Linked DNA regions of Drosophila melanogaster: regions 1 and 3 are each linked to region 2. Evidence: chromatin contacts called from public Hi-C data. All regions are on one chromosome and are shown on one strand. Each heading gives the region's core, a stretch centred on a gene start, on an enhancer-like site or on the middle of the called end of the contact. The rest is flanking DNA. Distances are from core to core; before and after follow the strand shown.

Region 1 (3,146 bases), core at 209-2,708, 99 kb before region 2:
AACATTTTCAAATTAAGGATAAGATAAGATAAATAAATTTTAAATTTTAATTTACATGTATCTACATATGTTGGCTGTTGTCTATCCCAGTTTCGAAAACAATGCATGTAAAAAGCGTGTAGTCACAGAAAAATTATATCTCCACGAAAACTGTGGATTAAATTGTAATCAAACTTTTTACACAAATAATGAAATTACAACATTTTTAAGATACCGTGCAATTTGAAGTTTATTTAATTTTTTGGAATTCACCTCCAAATAACGATTAAGAAATAAATACAAAACGTCTGCCGTGCTGATGGCTCAGGCTTTCCTCAGGCTGGAGTACCCCCCATGCCACAGCTCTAAACACTAAAGTCGATAACCACCGACGTCTCACAACACTGAAAATGTAAGCAATGTTAAAGCGAACACAAAGACAAAAAATTTAAATGTTTTGAAATGCTTAGAACATCACACCTTTTGGTAAATCGGAGTCCGAATTCTTTAAATAATTCTCGGTATATATATTAATTATTTTTTACATCATTTACATCTCAATCCATTTCTCCATCAGTATATGGTATCACACTTGGATCGACGACTGCTACATTGGATAGGTCAAAGTGAAATGTGTGGATGGCCTTTGGAAGCTACAAAGGCTGGAAATAGTGGTAGGCGATGTGCCAATTTTTGGCGCATATGGAAGGTTGCAAGTATTGATCACCGGCGGCTACGGTGGATGTGGCTCCAATTTATTCTTTGGAGTAAATTTCCGGTTTGGTGGATAAAAAAGTTCCAATCGACTGACAACCAACAGACAACTAAAAAAATTTGGCGCTCAACGATCTTAGCCATTGACAAATATGAGACTTTCTGATTTTTTGAGCTATACATTTTGTAAATTTTTGTTTCTTTAAGCTTAATGGTTTTTTCGTTTGTTTATCTTAGCCTTTATATATTTTCTTAGTAATTAAACATGTATTTATTTTGTATCTATCTCTTTGTATTTGTATTTTTTTGTATGTATCTCTGTTTGCCTTTTCGAAAGCCACATCTAGGCACTTAACAGTTTAGACCTTTAAAACTCGGTCTGTACAAAATGGATCATTCTTCTAGATCATACACTTACCTTTAAGGCATAACCCTTAACTCACTTTTGAAATCTTTTGAAAATGTATATTCTTTTGAACAAAAAGGTTGGCACTCGAGAGCAATAGCAATACGTATAAGCAATCGAAAAAAACGAAAATCATAAAAAATCCTAACATTATTACAGTTCACATATGAAATCAATTTAGGTTTGTGCACTTACAGTTTTTTAAGAAAATGGCTTTGGCCAGTTTTTAGGCAGGAAGGTAAAAAATTTGTTCAGTGGATCGGCGTTGACAATAAATTAAGATCAAAACAAAAGCAAACGTTTCGGTAGTGGAGACACGACATTCTTTTTACATCGAATTTTTTGTCGAGTTCAAATATCGATAGATTATATCGATATCGTCTTCGTCTGACAAACCATTTCACGATACCAAAAAAAAAGTGCAAAAATAACTAAATTCTCGGCGTAATTATTTAGTAAATAGCGTAGCTAAGCAGCAGGTGAGTAGGTCGCAAGCGCGCCCCTCCACGATCCATCAAGCGGTAATTGGCCTGCTGTGCAATTGCTCGAGGACAAGGCCATTTGCCTGGTGGCCCCCACGCAAAAAGTAAGCGATTATGCCAAAAAGCAAAGCAGAAGTGGTCTCTGCCAACGCATGAGGGTCGCTCGGTCGCCCATTGTTATATTTGCGAAGGCAGAATCAGTCGGCGTTCTAATTAGCGTGCACCCTGTCCCATCAGAAAACCCTTCCAAATCCATATCCAGACGGACCACGGATTAGGACTAAGACCCATTTGACATGTCGCTCAAGCCCAAAATAGTGGAGTTTGTCGATGTTTGGCCGCGCCTGCGCTGCATCGCCGAGTCGGTGATAACGCTCACCAAAGTGGAGCGCTCGGTGTGGAATACTAGCTTCAGGTACGTCTTGGCAACGGTCGGAGTATTAAACAGCCTGGAGAGAGATATTGTGATAGGTCACTAGAGACTACAAAGTTACCCAACTCAGAAGAAACACAAATAACACTAACTAACTTTTAAATTAATCCAACATAAGTAATGGTTTCAATCACATTATTTTGCATTTGAGTTGGTAAACTATGAATGTACTAGTACCTAGCGGTTCAACTATATATTTTATTCAACAGCAAAATTCACAAATATAGCTGCTAGCGAGGCGAAAATGATTTGGTAAATGTCGTAGAATCTTGATAAATGCAATCATAGTTTTAATAATAAATGCCTGTTTTCTAGCTTGAATTTAAATATTTTGACCGCTTAAAGGTTAAACTAAGTTCAAGTAAATATTAAATAGATCGATGACGTATCTTTTTAAAATTAATAATCAAAACAGTGTAACGCAGGCTGCTTTTATTCTGACCGCAACTGTTCGTATATATGTGTGAAGCGTGAGTTGCCAAAATAAAATTTCTAAAATAACGAGCACTAATACATCTGTCTTTCCAATCACATTCCTTTAACATATAGCGACGTTTACACACTGTGCGTGGCGCAGCCGGAACCGATGGCTGATCGTCTTTATGGCGAAACAAAACACTTTCTTGAGCAGCACGTCCAGGAGATGCTGGCCAAAAAGGTGCTGATCGAGGGAGAATGCTCCCATTCCAATGGTGGCCCAGACCTTCTCCAGCGTTACTACATCACCTGGATGGAATATAGCCAGGGTATCAAGTATCTGCACCAATTGTACATGTAAGAATGCATCGAAGTCTGTAATAACTCAATGATCGTTGGAATTAATTTCCTTTAGCTACCTGAATCAACAACACATCAAGAAACAAAAGATTACCGATACGGAATCGTTCTACGGTAATCTGTCAAGCGATGCTGCGGAGCAGATGGAGATTGGCGAGCTAGGTCTAGACATTTGGCGCCTGTATATGATTGAGTACTTGTCCAGCGAACTGGTCCGTCACATACTCGAGGGCATTGCCGCAGACAGAGCTAGCAATGGCACCTTGGATCACCATCGCGTGCAAATTATCAACGGAGTGATACACAGCTTCGTGGAGGTACAGGACTATAAGAAAACAGGCTCGCTTAAGCTCTA
Region 2 (3,508 bases), core at 666-3,165:
AATTCCGGAGGGACAGTTTGTTTCGACTGAACAAACATTTTCTTTTTATTTTATTTGTATATTCGGAATTCGAGTGAATAATTCAGTTCAAATTCAGATTTGGTAATTGAAACATTATGTCTTGACAAGACTTTAAATACACTACCAAAATTATCACTTGTAATGGGGCTGGTGAGTGGTAATTTTAACCACAAAAAATATTAAAATCCTAGCAAGTATTTTTGGATTTTTTTTATAGAAAGACACCAGAGAAAGCCTATATGGCGTTTAACAACTCATTTTCAAATGCTTTATTTCAATCGTAGATCGTGCGGGTTAAAACCATGGTCATTGTATTCAGGTATGATATGATATGAGCACTAAAATATATATTTCTTTTAAAAAAGTTGTTGAACATAAAGAAGTCTTAACAAAGTGAAAACTAGTCACGATCGCAACACGAACATAAATAGCTAAACTTGCCACTAGCCGCCAGATCACAAATCTTCCCGCATTAAGGAGTTAAAAAACAACCTAAGTAGAAAAAAAAACCAAATTGGTCTGGCTTATAGGTATTCATAAAATTTTATAAATACATATAAATGCACATATGCTACTCAACAACATAAAAATCGACTCTCTTGCCCACTATCTCTCTTCTTAATGTTTTTATTGTATTTTTTTTTGGGATATTTACTTTCGATTATTTGCTAAATTAATTCTTAGCACCAACAATAATTTTACCATCATTTTTATTATCGGTTTATTAAAATTTATATATTTTAAGATTAATCGTTCATATAAAAAAATTCAGAGCCCGTCAAGCCCTCCCTACAAAGGCTCTGGAATAAGTCTAGTGTCTTTGCTCCCTCTCTGTCAAATCACCTAAAAAGAAGCTGGCAAAAACTCCAGACAAAAAGACATCACGAAATTGTTTTTCTGTATACTACAAGTGTATACGAATATGTTCTTAAATCGTTGTTTCCAAAATTAAAAATGTATGTATATATTGATGGTCAATTACCTGTATTTCGAGTAAAAGTTCCTGCTTCTTGCGTCGCAGCTCAATCAGCAGTTTTTGCTGCTCCGGTGTAAGTTCTGCAAGAACGAGATGCGAATCAATAATAAATTCATATACTTGTTTCTGGGCATTTTGTAAATTGTATCGCAACACCAACAGTAAAAATAAAAAACACCAGAGCAGCATTCCAGGCACACGCGCCCAACACACATACACACGTGCATACACGAGCTGTTTGCGATGCGATGAAAGCATCTTGTAGGCTACGTCACTAGCTTAGGCCGATAAACAATTTTCACTTGTCGAAACCACAATGGATTGCTAATTGTGCAAATTGGCTTATTAGCGTTACCAAAGCTCTTCGGACTTAATTCTGACGAAGGCCAAAAACGAGAACGCAATGTACATATGTACATAATATACATACATATGTGCACTAACATTTCACCTAGCACACAAGTCTATACATACAAATGTTGCTTGTTGCTTCTCTTATTTTGTAGTTGTGGGTATCCCAATTTGTGATCTTAATAAAATTTTATCAATACAAAGATTCGTATTCTGTTCATGCTAGGCTATATCCTTCGGGCCAGCAAAAGTATCTGCTGTTTACCTGGCATTGAGAATTCACTGCGCCCCTTTGATATGGCACCGTACGATCTGTTGTCGAAATTGTCCATTGCGCTAATCATCGCGGAGCTACTGAGCTACTACACACACTCTCGCGCACACGACACACACTCTAGTTGTACATTTTTCACCAGCAGTTGGCTAATTTTTAAGGCTTTTCATTGAACAATCAAAGACGAACGGATAATAAACAAATCAACACCAAAAAAATTCTATCGCCATTTTCTTTCAGCTCTCCACTAGGGATGTGCTGAATTCAGCTATCGGTTGAGTAAACAACTGAAAAATAACAAGTGCATGCTGACTTAAGCTGGGTGTTACGCGAGCTCTGTGTGGCCACTTTTAAAATATCCTGATGCCACTGCATCTTGTAACCAAACGTAAGAACTTTTTAATCAGTAGAACTAAAAAAATTAGGGCTAATTATTTACTTGCAACAATACATTAAATATTTTTAGGGGTACACTTTTTCAGAGATTAGAGCAGACCTTATCTATTTCAAGACAAATAGCTTGAAAAGCTGTAAAACAACTTTGTTACATCCATTATGGTGTGATTTGCGGGAATCGGCTATTACCATTTCGAAAATTGTTTGTTACAAGTTAAAAACATAAACTTAAAGTTTTGGACGTACATAAAAATATAACATTAAAACAACCTTGTTATAAAAAAATACAATACCACCAATACTTACTGTCCATTTTAAATCTGTTAAAAAATTCACTGAACGAATACGTCTTTCGTCATAACTCCATTTAAAATATCGTCAGGAAATTTACACATCATTTCGTTTTTTTAACGGCACAAACACCTCGGACTTGGTGGCAACGCTGCCAACATATGTGTGCACTGGCATCGATAATTTTTACATCCCTATTTTGAACCGCAGAATTCTAGAAAATTCCACTCGCTGGCCATAGTAATTGTCCGAATTAGTTTAAGCTAAGACTGCCGGATCAAAAGTAAACCAACATCTTCCATCTTTTCATAAAATTGAAGACAGTTTCATACAATTCTACAGTAAGAAAGCGATGGCCAAGTGGGGAGAAGGAGATCCGCGCTGGATTGTGGAGGAGCGGCCCGACGCCACCAACGTGAACAACTGGCACTGGACGGAAAAGAACGCCACGCCATGGTCCAAGGACCGCCTGCATCAGCTTTTTCAGGATTTCAAAATAGGCGAGTATATAAGAATTTGTAGTAGTGTAGAACATACATTTTAGGTATATCCTAACCTAAAAGTAAACTTCTCAAAACGCAGGGCAAAGCGACATTGAGTGTGCCGTGGACTCCGTGGACAAATGCTCCGGGGAGGCCACCGTGAACAATCGCAAGGGCAAGCTCATATTTTTCTACGAGTGGGAGCTGGTGCTCAAGTGGTCTGGAAAGCTCCTAAAGAACAGCAAGCTGATCCACAAGGGCAAGTTAACCATTCCCAATCTCTCCGAGGAGAACGAACTAGCCGACGTAGAGATCACGGTGACAATCGACGAGTCCAACGACGAGTCGGAGACCCTGAAACAGTTCATGTACAACGTGGGACGAGACCGCGTGCGGCAGCAACTGGCTTCCTACATCCGAGAGTTGAAGGAGGAGTACTCCAAGAACCTTATCCTACCAAAGAAGGGCGACGAGGCCGGAGCGGGAAATACTGTGGCGAATTTTAAGGATGCCAACAATACCCGTAATGCAGCCCAAAATATCGCTTTAAACTCCTCGGTGGCGGCTCCTAGGCTGAAGAACTCTGGCATCGGCTGTAAACTGGACGTTCGCACTCTCTCGATGACCGAAGAATTTCACTGCAGCGCCAATGACCTTTACAACGCTCTCACAAAGCCAGAAATGGTCACTGCCTTTACGAGGGCACCTGCCAAAGTA
Region 3 (3,535 bases), core at 195-2,694, 75 kb before region 2:
CTTTCAAGAAGCCGCCCGCTAAGCGCCACACGTTTTGTGGTAGAAGTTTGAAAACATTTACAAACAAACTTGAGACATGACTCACCGGTTCATTAGCTTGACAACATCAATCTTGAATTTCTCGGAGTACATCTCAGAGAACTGCTTGAGGGTGAACGCCCAGCCGTGAAGCCCAGAACCGAAGCCCACTGATCCCTTAGAGGGATCCACGCGAACCTCACCCATCGGTCCTCCGTCATCGTTATAGGTGGCAATGATAACGTTTACGTTCTCGACGATGCGCTGGAAGGTCTGGTACAGCTCCTCGGCATCTAGTTGCAGCTCAAGCAGAGCGCGGTCCATTTTGTTCATGAATAGGATGGGCTTAATACGCTCAGCGATGGCCTGACGCAGCACGGTTTCGGTCTGGACACAAACTCCGGAGACGCAGTCTACAACAACGAGTGCACCGTCGGTTACACGAAGGGCGGCGGTCACCTCCGAGGAGAAGTCAACGTGACCGGGCGAGTCGATCAAGTTGATCAGGAAACCCTTGCACTCCTTCTCGCGCTGATCGGGGTGGGTAATGAACACCAGATCCTTTTCCTCCACCTCAAAGTACATGGAAATGGCACTGCAATAATGAAAGGCGGATTAAAAAAGCCGTGGGTGCTGGAACATGACTGGTCTTACGTCGACTTGATGGTAATGCAGCGCTCCTGCTCGTCCTTGCGGGTGTCAGTGAAACGAGTCTCACCAGCCTTGGCTCCGGCAATGATACCAGCCTTCGACACAAGGGAATCGGTCAGAGTGGACTTGCCGTGGTCTACGTGGGCAATCACAGACATGTTGCGGATGTTCCGCTTCTTGTCCATGAGGCCACGGATCTCGTCGACGGTGAAGTTGACCTGTAAAATAAATAAGGCATCGTTATGTACATATTATAACGAGTTTCCACTCGATCTATACACAGTGCTGATTTAAAAATGGCGTCCATACACACACTAAGTCTTCACAGTCGTGCAAAGGTCTTTGAGGTTAGATAAGAACTAAAAACCACAAATCACTCACTCGCGAGTATGGGCATCGATAAATATAGCAATATACATCTATTCCTTGGGTATTTCACAACAAGCACCAAACAGGATCACATTCTAGCCAAATTTCAATAGAAAATTGCATACGTCATTCCTAGTCTTTGTCTTGCATTTCACCATAATGCACACACACACAACAAGCAAACGTGAAAATATGTGGACACATCATTTCACCAAGTAATGGTTGAGACATCTGCACTTTTTGCACTGGGCATTAAAGATATTAATGCAGGTCGCCTCTAGGCCTTTTCTGTAGATATGGGGCTATTATTTCTGACTTTGGGCACCTACCATTTTGGATGTATGGAGATTTTCTCGCGGACCAAAAAAACACTACGCCTTTCAACGGCGTTTCGACAGGAAAGAGCGAGGCGCTGCAGCGACCATAGAGCTGGGACAATTCTTGATATTTTCGATAGTCGGAACCAGTAGTTGATCGATAGTAGTTCACGTGACAGATTCATCAGATAGTTATTTTGCATGTTTACTTTATAGTTTTTAAACTTTTATTTTACAGAATGACGTTTTCGTAATTTTCCACGTAATTTTCCGCGTCGAAATCGTGGTTGTTTATATAGCCATAAATAAATATTGCTAAGCACTATTATTAATTTACATACATCCGCTTAAATTTCTTCTAAATTATTTTTCTTAAAAATAATCTAATCTATATATATATATTTCTTTATCGCTTAAACTATCTTATGAAAAATAAACTTTAAGTGAAAGCTAGTTATATTCTCATTTGCTCATAGATGCCGAGCCTTTAAAGTTAACGACTTATGATAGTTTCGATCAAACGGCATTTCGAAATTCTACGCACGCAGTAATATTTAAAGTATAGCAAGCGAGAACGCTATCGTCGATTTTTACGACTATTAGATACCCATTACATAGCTAATGCGATTCTCTAGGAAAATATTTAAAAATTTTGTTGGCGTTGCGGTAGGAATTAAAAAAAGGTTTGAATTGTGGGCTTGAAAACTTATTGAGGTTTGTAGGTGTAAGAGTGGGTCACGCCACGGCATATCGACAGAAATTTGGCAGACAAATAATAAAACGAAAAAAATCAAGAGATCCGAAAGTCAAATTTTCCGACAAGAAGTTTCAAAATTTGTAAAAAATGCGGTGGAAGGTCATGGCGTAAGTGTTTTTGGTATTCATTATACCCGCTACTCGTAGAGTATAAGGATATCGTTTGTTCGTTGAATGGTATGTAACAGGCAGAAGGAAGCGTTTCCAACCATATTGCTCAGGATCAATAGCCGAGTCGATCTAGCCATGTCCATGTGTCCGCCTATCCGTATGAACGTTGAGATCTCAGGAGCTATAAAAACTAGAAGGCTGAGATGCCCACTCTAACGCCCTAAAACCGCACCATTAACCATTTTTCCAAATTTGTTCATAATTTTATTAGTCTTGTAAATTTCTATCGATTTGCCAACAACAAGATAATTATTTTATAAATTATGAAATATGGCGTTCGCATTCACACTAGATAAGTAATGGGTGTTTGATACTCAGGGAACTCTACTATAGCGTTCTCTCTTCTCTCCTTTTGCTCTAGCGTCACTTGAAACTTTCGAATTAGACGGCCTCATGTCACCTCTGAGTTCAGGTTCGTATCATTGATAAAGCAGCCTTGGAAACTCTACTCTACTGTACCCTATTCTCCACTTGCGATCCCGCTTATATCAGATATTTTATTTTTTCTAAAAAACGTGGAAAACTAACCAGGAACTAGAGATATTGGTCAATTGAAAGGAGGACAACAGTTGAATATTTTCAACCCGGGGAAGACAGAACGCCTAATTGGTATATTTTGAATAAAACTTTTTAATTAAACCATAGCCAAACACCTTTCCGCCCAAAATAATGCTTTGTTTACATACACGTACCATGTTGTCTCTCTTTTGACAAACGTTTTGATATTTGTTGATTTTTGTATTCGTTTTGTAAATTTCCATAAATTTTTAAAAATTAAACCACGTACATATTTGCCCACCGGTGCCCACGCATCAAATATAGAAATGGTTCGTGAAGCTGCTTCAAACTGTAGAATAGCTCTCTTGCTGAATTTAACAGCTTTCGGGAAAGAAAAGAGCTTTTTCTTTTTCTCATTATTGTGTTCCACATTAAAAAAAAATCACTCAAACAATACCCCTCACCACCTAGAACTCACCTCACTTACCCCTCACCAACCAGAACTCACCTCACTCGAATTCAAAAACTCACTCGTTCCAATGTTGCTGCAGCATTGTTGCTCGCATTTTGAGTCAAGCTCGTTCTAATGTTTCGGCAGCATTGTTGCTGCGCGAAGACGGCCGGCAAATGAAAATGATGACGACGCGGGCGAACAGTTTTCAAGTGATTTTCCGAGCTCGCGGGCTGTGCTAACGGTAAAGGAAAATTCAGTGATTGGGGACTTTCACGTTGCACAGTTGATGTATTGCTTTGTG

The links. A called contact is a pair of places that touch in the nucleus more often than the background predicts.
Region 1: a Hi-C map of the Kc167 cell line shows a contact between it and region 2, with 5 times the contacts expected there. The contact joins the promoter of Cul2 here to the promoter of step in region 2. A contact is called at or near these places in 16 of 107 Hi-C or Micro-C datasets (the Clone 8 cell line, the D17-c3 cell line, the Kc167 cell line and 6 more) and 2 of 6 datasets of contacts at active chromatin or transcription factors (both in the Kc167 cell line).
Region 3: a Hi-C map of the Kc167 cell line shows a contact between it and region 2, with 8 times the contacts expected there. The contact joins the promoter of eEF2 here to the promoter of step in region 2. A contact is called at or near these places in 1 of 1 datasets of contacts at CTCF or cohesin (the Kc167 cell line), 18 of 107 Hi-C or Micro-C datasets (the Kc167 cell line, the OSC cell line, the S2 cell line and 5 more) and 4 of 6 datasets of contacts at active chromatin or transcription factors (the Kc167 cell line and the S2 cell line).

Annotation. Positions count from the first base shown.
Region 1 is chr2L:21,657,277-21,660,422 of dm6, forward strand. It overlaps Cul2 (Cullin 2), which reads left to right and starts at 1,459. Exons shown (of 9, transcript NM_165390.2): 1 at 1,459-1,685; 2 at 1,819-1,996; 3 at 2,564-2,788; 4 at 2,847-3,146. The coding sequence starts at 1,878. It overlaps lncRNA:CR43144 (long non-coding RNA:CR43144), which reads left to right and starts at 349. Exons shown (of 2, transcript NR_124416.1): 1 at 349-391; 2 at 557-973.
Region 2 is chr2L:21,755,551-21,759,058 of dm6, forward strand. It overlaps step (steppke), which reads right to left and starts at 1,916. Exons shown (of 11, transcript NM_001273749.1): 1 at 1,614-1,916; 2 at 1,004-1,077. CG1416 reads left to right here and starts at 2,460. Exons shown (of 4, transcript NM_136277.3): 1 at 2,460-2,809; 2 at 2,892-3,508. The coding sequence starts at 2,662.
Region 3 is chr2L:21,680,672-21,684,206 of dm6, forward strand. eEF2 (eukaryotic translation elongation factor 2) reads right to left here and starts at 1,445. Exons shown (of 5, transcript NM_165394.3): 1 at 1,368-1,445; 2 at 673-887; 3 at 86-613. The coding sequence starts at 1,370. nolo (no long nerve cord) reads left to right here and starts at 3,435. Exons shown (of 19, transcript NM_165396.3): 1 at 3,435-3,535. It also overlaps sncRNA:254.